Regions from separate parts of the Zea mays genome. Here region 2 is linked to region 1. Evidence: chromatin contacts called from public Hi-C data. All regions are on one chromosome and are shown on one strand. Each heading gives the region's core, a stretch centred on a gene start, on an enhancer-like site or on the middle of the called end of the contact. The rest is flanking DNA. Distances are from core to core; before and after follow the strand shown.

The links. A called contact is a pair of places that touch in the nucleus more often than the background predicts.
Region 2: a Hi-C map of bundle sheath shows a contact between it and region 1, with 2.3 times the contacts expected there. The contact joins the enhancer-like site here to the promoter of LOC103652912 in region 1. A contact is called at or near these places in 7 of 25 Hi-C or Micro-C datasets (bundle sheath, ear, endosperm and 2 more).

The regions. Positions count from the first base shown.
Region 1 is chr4:19,557,564-19,560,997 of Zm-B73-REFERENCE-NAM-5.0, forward strand. It overlaps LOC103652912 (probable WRKY transcription factor 24), which reads right to left and starts at 1,670. Exons shown (of 2, transcript XM_008679904.4): 1 at 1,036-1,670. The coding sequence starts at 1,508.
Region 2 is chr4:19,671,279-19,674,712 of Zm-B73-REFERENCE-NAM-5.0, forward strand. No RefSeq gene overlaps it. Among protein-coding and RNA genes, the nearest start is that of LOC100193776, 18 kb to the right of the region's middle. Within about 2 kb of position 1,948, at least 5 of the 20 cell types and tissues checked have an H3K27ac peak or open chromatin away from gene starts, as enhancers often do. A contact at or near this core is called in bundle sheath, where this site is marked.

The DNA of each region.
Region 1 (3,434 bases), core at 420-2,919:
GCTACTTTGGCATAATACAGCAGGCTTATGTCTTACCAGTGAAAAATGCTAAATGCATGTCTCCATAGTTGCATTAAATGCATGGCCAGTTTTAATCTTATCTATGTTCAATCCACAGCCAATAGAAGTGATGAATAACAATTTTAGAAGTGTAATACTATATGCGCATACATCAAATTTTGTTCATGAGGTAACTGTAAATATGGTCGTTCTCTCAGTTAGTAGCATGCATCCCATCTGTTAAGGGCCGCATGAATAAACTCTTGGCCATTTCTCTTTACTCGGTATTGTTAGCTGTTTTTTTTCTACATGGAGTTCACTGAGTCTAATTTTTTTTGAAGTGTTTAAAATGTTGAAGCACCTCCAGCCATGCTCAAACTGTGAACTTTATGACCGTCAAATGGAGAGAGAAAAAAACCACTTGTATTCTCCGAGGCATGTAAAGACAGCGACGGAGGAATCAGCTCGAGCTACAGCCTACAGCTGACGAAGAAGCAATATCGATAAATATCCAAAGAGCAAAAGATTAATAGAATATATGCTGCGGTTAATAAACCGGTGGGTGGACGAAATAACTCCCGGTCAAAATCGATCGCCATCGGACCCTATTTATTTATTGAATGATCGACGCCCACACCCAGCGAAAACATGTGAAACCAGGAGTTGTTTTCATCTAGAAGATGAAGATGAAGATGGGAGGAGATGTGTCCTTATCCTATGTGCAGGCAAAGCAACCACTAGCAGAGCTTGGAAGATTCACTGGGACTCCGTCCCATCACCTCACCTACTTTCTGCGGCCGAACCCCTACTAATGACACCAACAACGAATCATGCACCGGATTAGACCAGTAATAATCGAAATAATAAATATAATCCCCAAGCAGCTAGCATCGGAAAAATGAAAACCGCAGGCCGATCGATCGATATGATCGGCCACAGAAATGGATCGGCGAGCATAGTATAGCAGTCGTCGTTGAAAACCATGCATGAAAAAACATTTTGACTGTACTGAATTGCGCACGGCCGTATACGAACCTTGGGAACTTGTTGTTCTTGACGGCCTTCTGGCCGTACTTCCGCCACCGGTAGCCGTCGTCGAGGATGTCGACCTGGCTGCGCGTCTGGAAGGCGAACCGAGGCCGGCGCTCCTTCTTCTCCCCCTTCCTCTTGCCCGCCTGCAGCCTGCCGTCCACCTCGGCTGCTGCTGGTGGCGTCCCCGCCGCGGGTTCTTCCCCGCGGCCGATACCTGCGGCTGGAGGAGGGCTGCTAGCTGCTGCGCCACTGTCCTTGGAGGAGGTGTTGGACGGCTCCGCGAAGAAGGAAGAGGACGACGGTACGCCGCCGGCATGCCCGCTGTGCTGGCCGCCGCCTCTATCGTGATCGCGCAGGCCGCCGCCGCCGCCGCTGGTGCTGCCGGCAGTGGGCAGCATGAAGTTGTAGGAGTTGGAGGTGGCGGCAGAGGACGGCTGCGTGGACGGCCGTCCGAAGAGCATGTGATAATTCTCCATGGCTCAGAGCCGCTCTGCTGGCTAGTTGCGCGGCCGGGAGCGGAATCTGGAGAGCTTGTGAGGGAGGGGAGGCTGAAAGAGTTTTACAAGTTACAACCAGGGTTATATAGAGGGGTTAATTAGTATAATGGTAATGCTAACGTGCTGCCATACTTTATTTCTGGCTCAAATCCTTCACTTTGACCGGCCCGTAGACTAGTAATGGCGGCTTCCGATCCTGTGCTACACATTCCACACAAATCAGACGCATGCGTCATGAGAGAGCGACTTGTGTGTATAGGGATGGCAATGGGCCGGGTGAAGAAAATACCTGCCCACAATCCCACCCGTGAAGTTTACCTGAACCCGTCTGCGATTACACATGTGGGGCAATTCCAAACCCGCATCGAACTCGTCGGATTTCGGGACAACCGTGAGGTTTTACTCGGTGTATACTTTTGAACAACAATTCAGCTATAAACAATTAAGTACCAGCAATAATTGAGTTATATCTATGAATTTTAAGCCTTCTCACGTTGAGCAACAACAAAACATATAATGAATTATTAGCCAGTTACTTAATCAACATAATTACTATTGTAACTTAATTATTTTTGCACAAAATAAAGAATTAACCAAATTTCGGGTAGGGTACGGCCGTATGGGTCACCCGTGGGTTGAAATAGAAACTCGCACCCACACCCGTACAACTTCGGGTCGGGTACGGGTTGCACCCGTGGGTCAAAATCTTTGTCCGTATCCTCACCCATCATGTCGGGTACCTGTTGGTTTTCGGGTTTACGAGTTAAATTGTCGTCCCTATATGTGTAAGAGCAAGTTTAATAATATCGTCTTGTGCTGTATGTAAAGATTTTTGTAGCCAACATCTTAGGGTATGTTTGGATCCATAGTGCTAAACTTTAGTACTATAATTTTGATTAAATTTTAGCACTTGGAGATCCAAAGAAGAGTGCTAAAAGGTGATAAAAATGGAGTGCTAAACTTTAGCACCTATTAACATTTTATCTTTCCATTTGATAGGGCTAAGCTTTAGCACACCCTGCTAAATTTTAGCCCATGTAATCCAACAAGCCTTTAGTCCATCCATATATTAGTTACCTCTTCATTATTAATGCATGATCTACTTATCTCTCTCACAATAATTTTTTTTTTGGTTCTTGCGTCTAAGTCGGCTGTAATAAACTTACAGTCCATTTCTATTCTCACTTATCCACTTTAGGGCTTGTTCTATTTCTATTCTCACTTATCCACTTTAGGGCTTGTTCTGTTATTCCAGTTGGATGGATTTTGACTTGTTATGGATTTAAACCGATTCAATATCATCCAATCTACATGAATTAATGGTGAAATGAACAAGCCCTTAGCATTTAGCCTGTTTACGACCTCTTAATTAATATACTTGCTCTAAGCGAGAGAGATCCATGTTCTAGCTAGCTAGGTCCCAGAAGAAGAGACTAGTAGCTAACCAGGAAAGAGAGACAGATCAGATGGGCAGTATAGGCTGGGAGAGTTTGCCTTCCCTTCCTCTCTCCGTGTTTGGTTGACGTGAACGGCACGGAGCTAGTCTAGCTAGCGATGAGCTAGCTATGCACAGCCAATGTAATAACGCAGGTCGAGGGCTTTGCATGCGGTCCATGCAGACGGCGGGCGCCGCGCCTGGCCTGGGCGAGGTTTATTTGGTTGGACGAGGACGAGGAACAGTGGCGGGCGTAGGAAAGTGCCTGCAGCCGGCAGCAACCTCTCTAGGTCTCGGTGGTGGTGGCTTGCTTGCCCGTGTGCATGCATGTGAGCATGTCCCCGATTCGCACGAGCGCCTATACTTTGACCATCATCTCATTGTTATATATATATATATATATATATATATATATATATATATATATATATATATATATATATATATATATATATATATATATATATATA
Region 2 (3,434 bases), core at 698-3,197, 110 kb after region 1:
GGACGGCCCGCGCGCCTACGGAGAAGAGCCGAGTTATCTACACCATCGTGAACGGTCTGGTTTCCAACCATGGGACGTCCAGTGACCTATCGCAGACGGTTTGCCAACCCGTAGAGAAGTATGGTCCTACATGCCGCTTGCAGATCCTAGGGATCACTGATATTTGGTCTAAAAAGGCGCCAATAGTGATCCCAGGAGGAAGAATGAGTGCTGCTATATAGACTGAAACATTGTTAGGAGCGGCTCAATCACGAGCTGGCCCATATAAAATAATTACTATGGACAACTGTCAACTGGTATTACCGACCAATCCTAAAAATTGATCTAAATTTAGGGTGGCTAATAACAGAGGCGGATCTAGGACCGGGGCTGTAGCCACGGTCCAGCAACCCGTGTCTCCTCGGAGTTCGATCTTTCCTGCTTCTATCATTTCTACCCGGCCAGCTAATCTGTCATATCACAAAGATGATCTATAAAGTGAACATACACTCTATGTGAGTAGCCGTTAGTCCGGGCAACATACGCACGTCTATTTGGTCTTTGTTTTACGTCTGCGCAGTTGAACTCGAGGTGGCACCACTTGTCGTTTTCAGCCGCCACGCAGGTGGCGTTACAGTGATGATTTTCTATTATAATTTTAGTTTTATATCTTGACAAAGTTGTTACTGTATACTATTTTATAGTAATTTTAGCATAGTGATGGGAAGAAAGCTTCATAATTGTTGATGCATGGTAACAGGCTACAGGTCCATGTAATTCGCGCATCCTCTCCACAACGATTCCGTTAATTCAAATTGTGGGGTCATGTTTAGTCTCTCCAATACATAATTTAGCCCCCTTTTTCATCTATTTTCGGATCCGCCACTGGCTAATAATAGCAGCTATCTCTGTTAATCTATTTGTTGACAAGGTTGGCTCCATTTGTTGACAAGGCTGACTTTTGCAGTACGCAGTTACCGCCGTTATAGGGGGATTGTTGGCAAGTGAACCGCTGCCGCGCCAACTGAAAACTGGTGGCGGCCCCAAAAATCAATGTTTGTAGCAGCGGTTTCGAGCCAAAAGGCAGCAGTTTCTCATACGCTATTCGACTGAGTTCAGTCCTTACCCTTTGAGATTTGTTTCAAGTTTCTTCCAACACAGAGTTTCCCATAAGGCCGGTCTTGACAATTTGGCAACTGAATAAAGTCAATACTAATATTCAAGGTACCCAAAGAACATGCCATTTTTTTATTTTCTTAATCGTTAAGACAAGGTAGATGATCTACTCCATTAAACTGCACGAAGCTATATAACCGTCGTCAGATCTTGCAGGAAGCAATACTATTCAAAATGAATCCCCAACACACACACACACAATCCTCGTGTAATTTAAAAGTTTGGTTTGTTTAGTTCATTAGCACTCTAGTTAATTTAGAGTAGTCCCAGAATAGAAAAGGAACTTACGTGCTATGTTCATCATCGAATGATCGTGTTTTCACTTGAACAAATCTCCTAAGTAGACCACATAAACCGGCACCAATATAATATAACTGGATGGACACATCAGCTGGGTCAGCTCCATGTACCACCGTTGGTAATTTCTTTCAGAAGTCACAAGGTGCAGGTTACCTTAATGACTTGTACTGATCTGAGCAGACCAAAGCAAAGCAGCACAAGCAAAACGATAAATTATAGACCAACAGGTAGCGAGGTTCTTTCATGTGGAAAAAAGAACACATCAGCAATGTATCCAGCAGGGAGAGCTAGTGACCCGTTCAACCAAATCTTTCCTGGAGCCTTCCTGGCCGAATGGACCAGCAAGCAATAATGGCCCTGATCAGAAGAGGTGTCCTGTTTGCAAGATTCTTAATTTGGTTGCTTCATTTCTGCCGATATGGTGACATGCATGGACATAAGCGCACGTGGGGTTTACGATGGTTGGAAAAAGATGAGCCTCGAAGGCGACAGCAGGAGTCTAGAAGGCAAAGAAAAGTTTCTGTTGATTTGAACATGCATGCACTTTTGTGCAGGTAACTATGTGTTACGGGCTGTTATGGGCCCTAAGCCCATTAGCTAGGTCATTAGGGTTAGGTTAACCACCTCTATATAATGAGAGGTAGGAGGTCATTAGCTAGGTCATTAGGGTTATTAGAAGTCAGGCAAGAAGAATAGATCTAAGAATAGATTGGATCTATCTTGCTCATATCAAGACGTGGCACAAGTAACGCTCAGTAGGTTACTTCATTAATTTGAGAAAGTGGCTACATATTTACATCACGTCTTCTGAACATTGCACATATAAGACGAATGGCGTCAAGCTGAAGCAGAGTATCGTGCTAAGCACAAAATGTATGGTTCTCTGAATCTATTCAGTGTGAATGTCAACAAAGGAATTCACTCTCAAACCATCATTCTGAAACTTGACCCCCACCTTTCAAAGCGTACAGGCTACGGGCAGGCCTTCTGCAATCCTTGCTACTCATGTGTGCAAGAGGGGGGGCCTATCGCTGGATTCCTGAATCTAAATTTCAGTAGCACTGTTCAACGATCACGGTAGCTCGACAGTGTCGGCATCACAGACTGTTCCTAATATATCTCAGCAGTCAAAGCTCGGTAACATTCATGATCTCTCCGTAGAACTTTTTCTAGCGTTTTTCGCCCTCGTTCTACACAAGTCACCATGCATTGCCAAATAACTGTTCACAACAGTCTCTGTCTCATTGTGCCTTCAAGAAATTTCGCAACTGACATAAAATCTAAATTTGTAAAAGTAGCTGATCTTTACTAGATTCGGATGACCAGTACGTACATGCTGTCTGACAGCTATACCGATAAGCACATGTTTAGGCAGGCAAGTTTTCCTCCTTGAAGCTTCACCCCATTTCCATTCGCCATGAGTGATCCACTAGTTGATATAGTTCCTTGTAAATTATGCTCAGTAAGGCGTTAATTTGATAGTTCATCTGTGTCGTTTGAACCTGTTTCCTTTCAGCTGAATGGATGCACAGAAGAAAAAAGACAGCATGGTCCATAAATCATTTACTTCATTATCCTTAACCATTCTCTTTGCTATTCTTAGTGGGTGTTTGGTATGGCACTGCTCCACTCCAGAGCAGCTCTGCTCCAAAACTCTGGGTGGAGCAGCTCTGCTTCAGAGTTTAGACTTCTTTCTTATAACCAATGGTAGGTAAGTACTTTCAAACACCATGTCTAAATTGCTTTTCAAGGATTTCAGGGCAATAAAAGAGGTACACCAAAAAATTATACTCAAAAGGACATCTTGACCTCGACGTGTGAAGTAAGTCTAGATATCAAAAGGTATACTCGTCTATGATAGGATCTTTGTTTTATCTTTGTGCATCTAGACTAGATATTATGCTTAGTGTATGCATGTGTGCAAAATTTAAAGTCGGCCATAAAGAATGTCATCTTAGGGCTGTTAAGAGAATCATGTG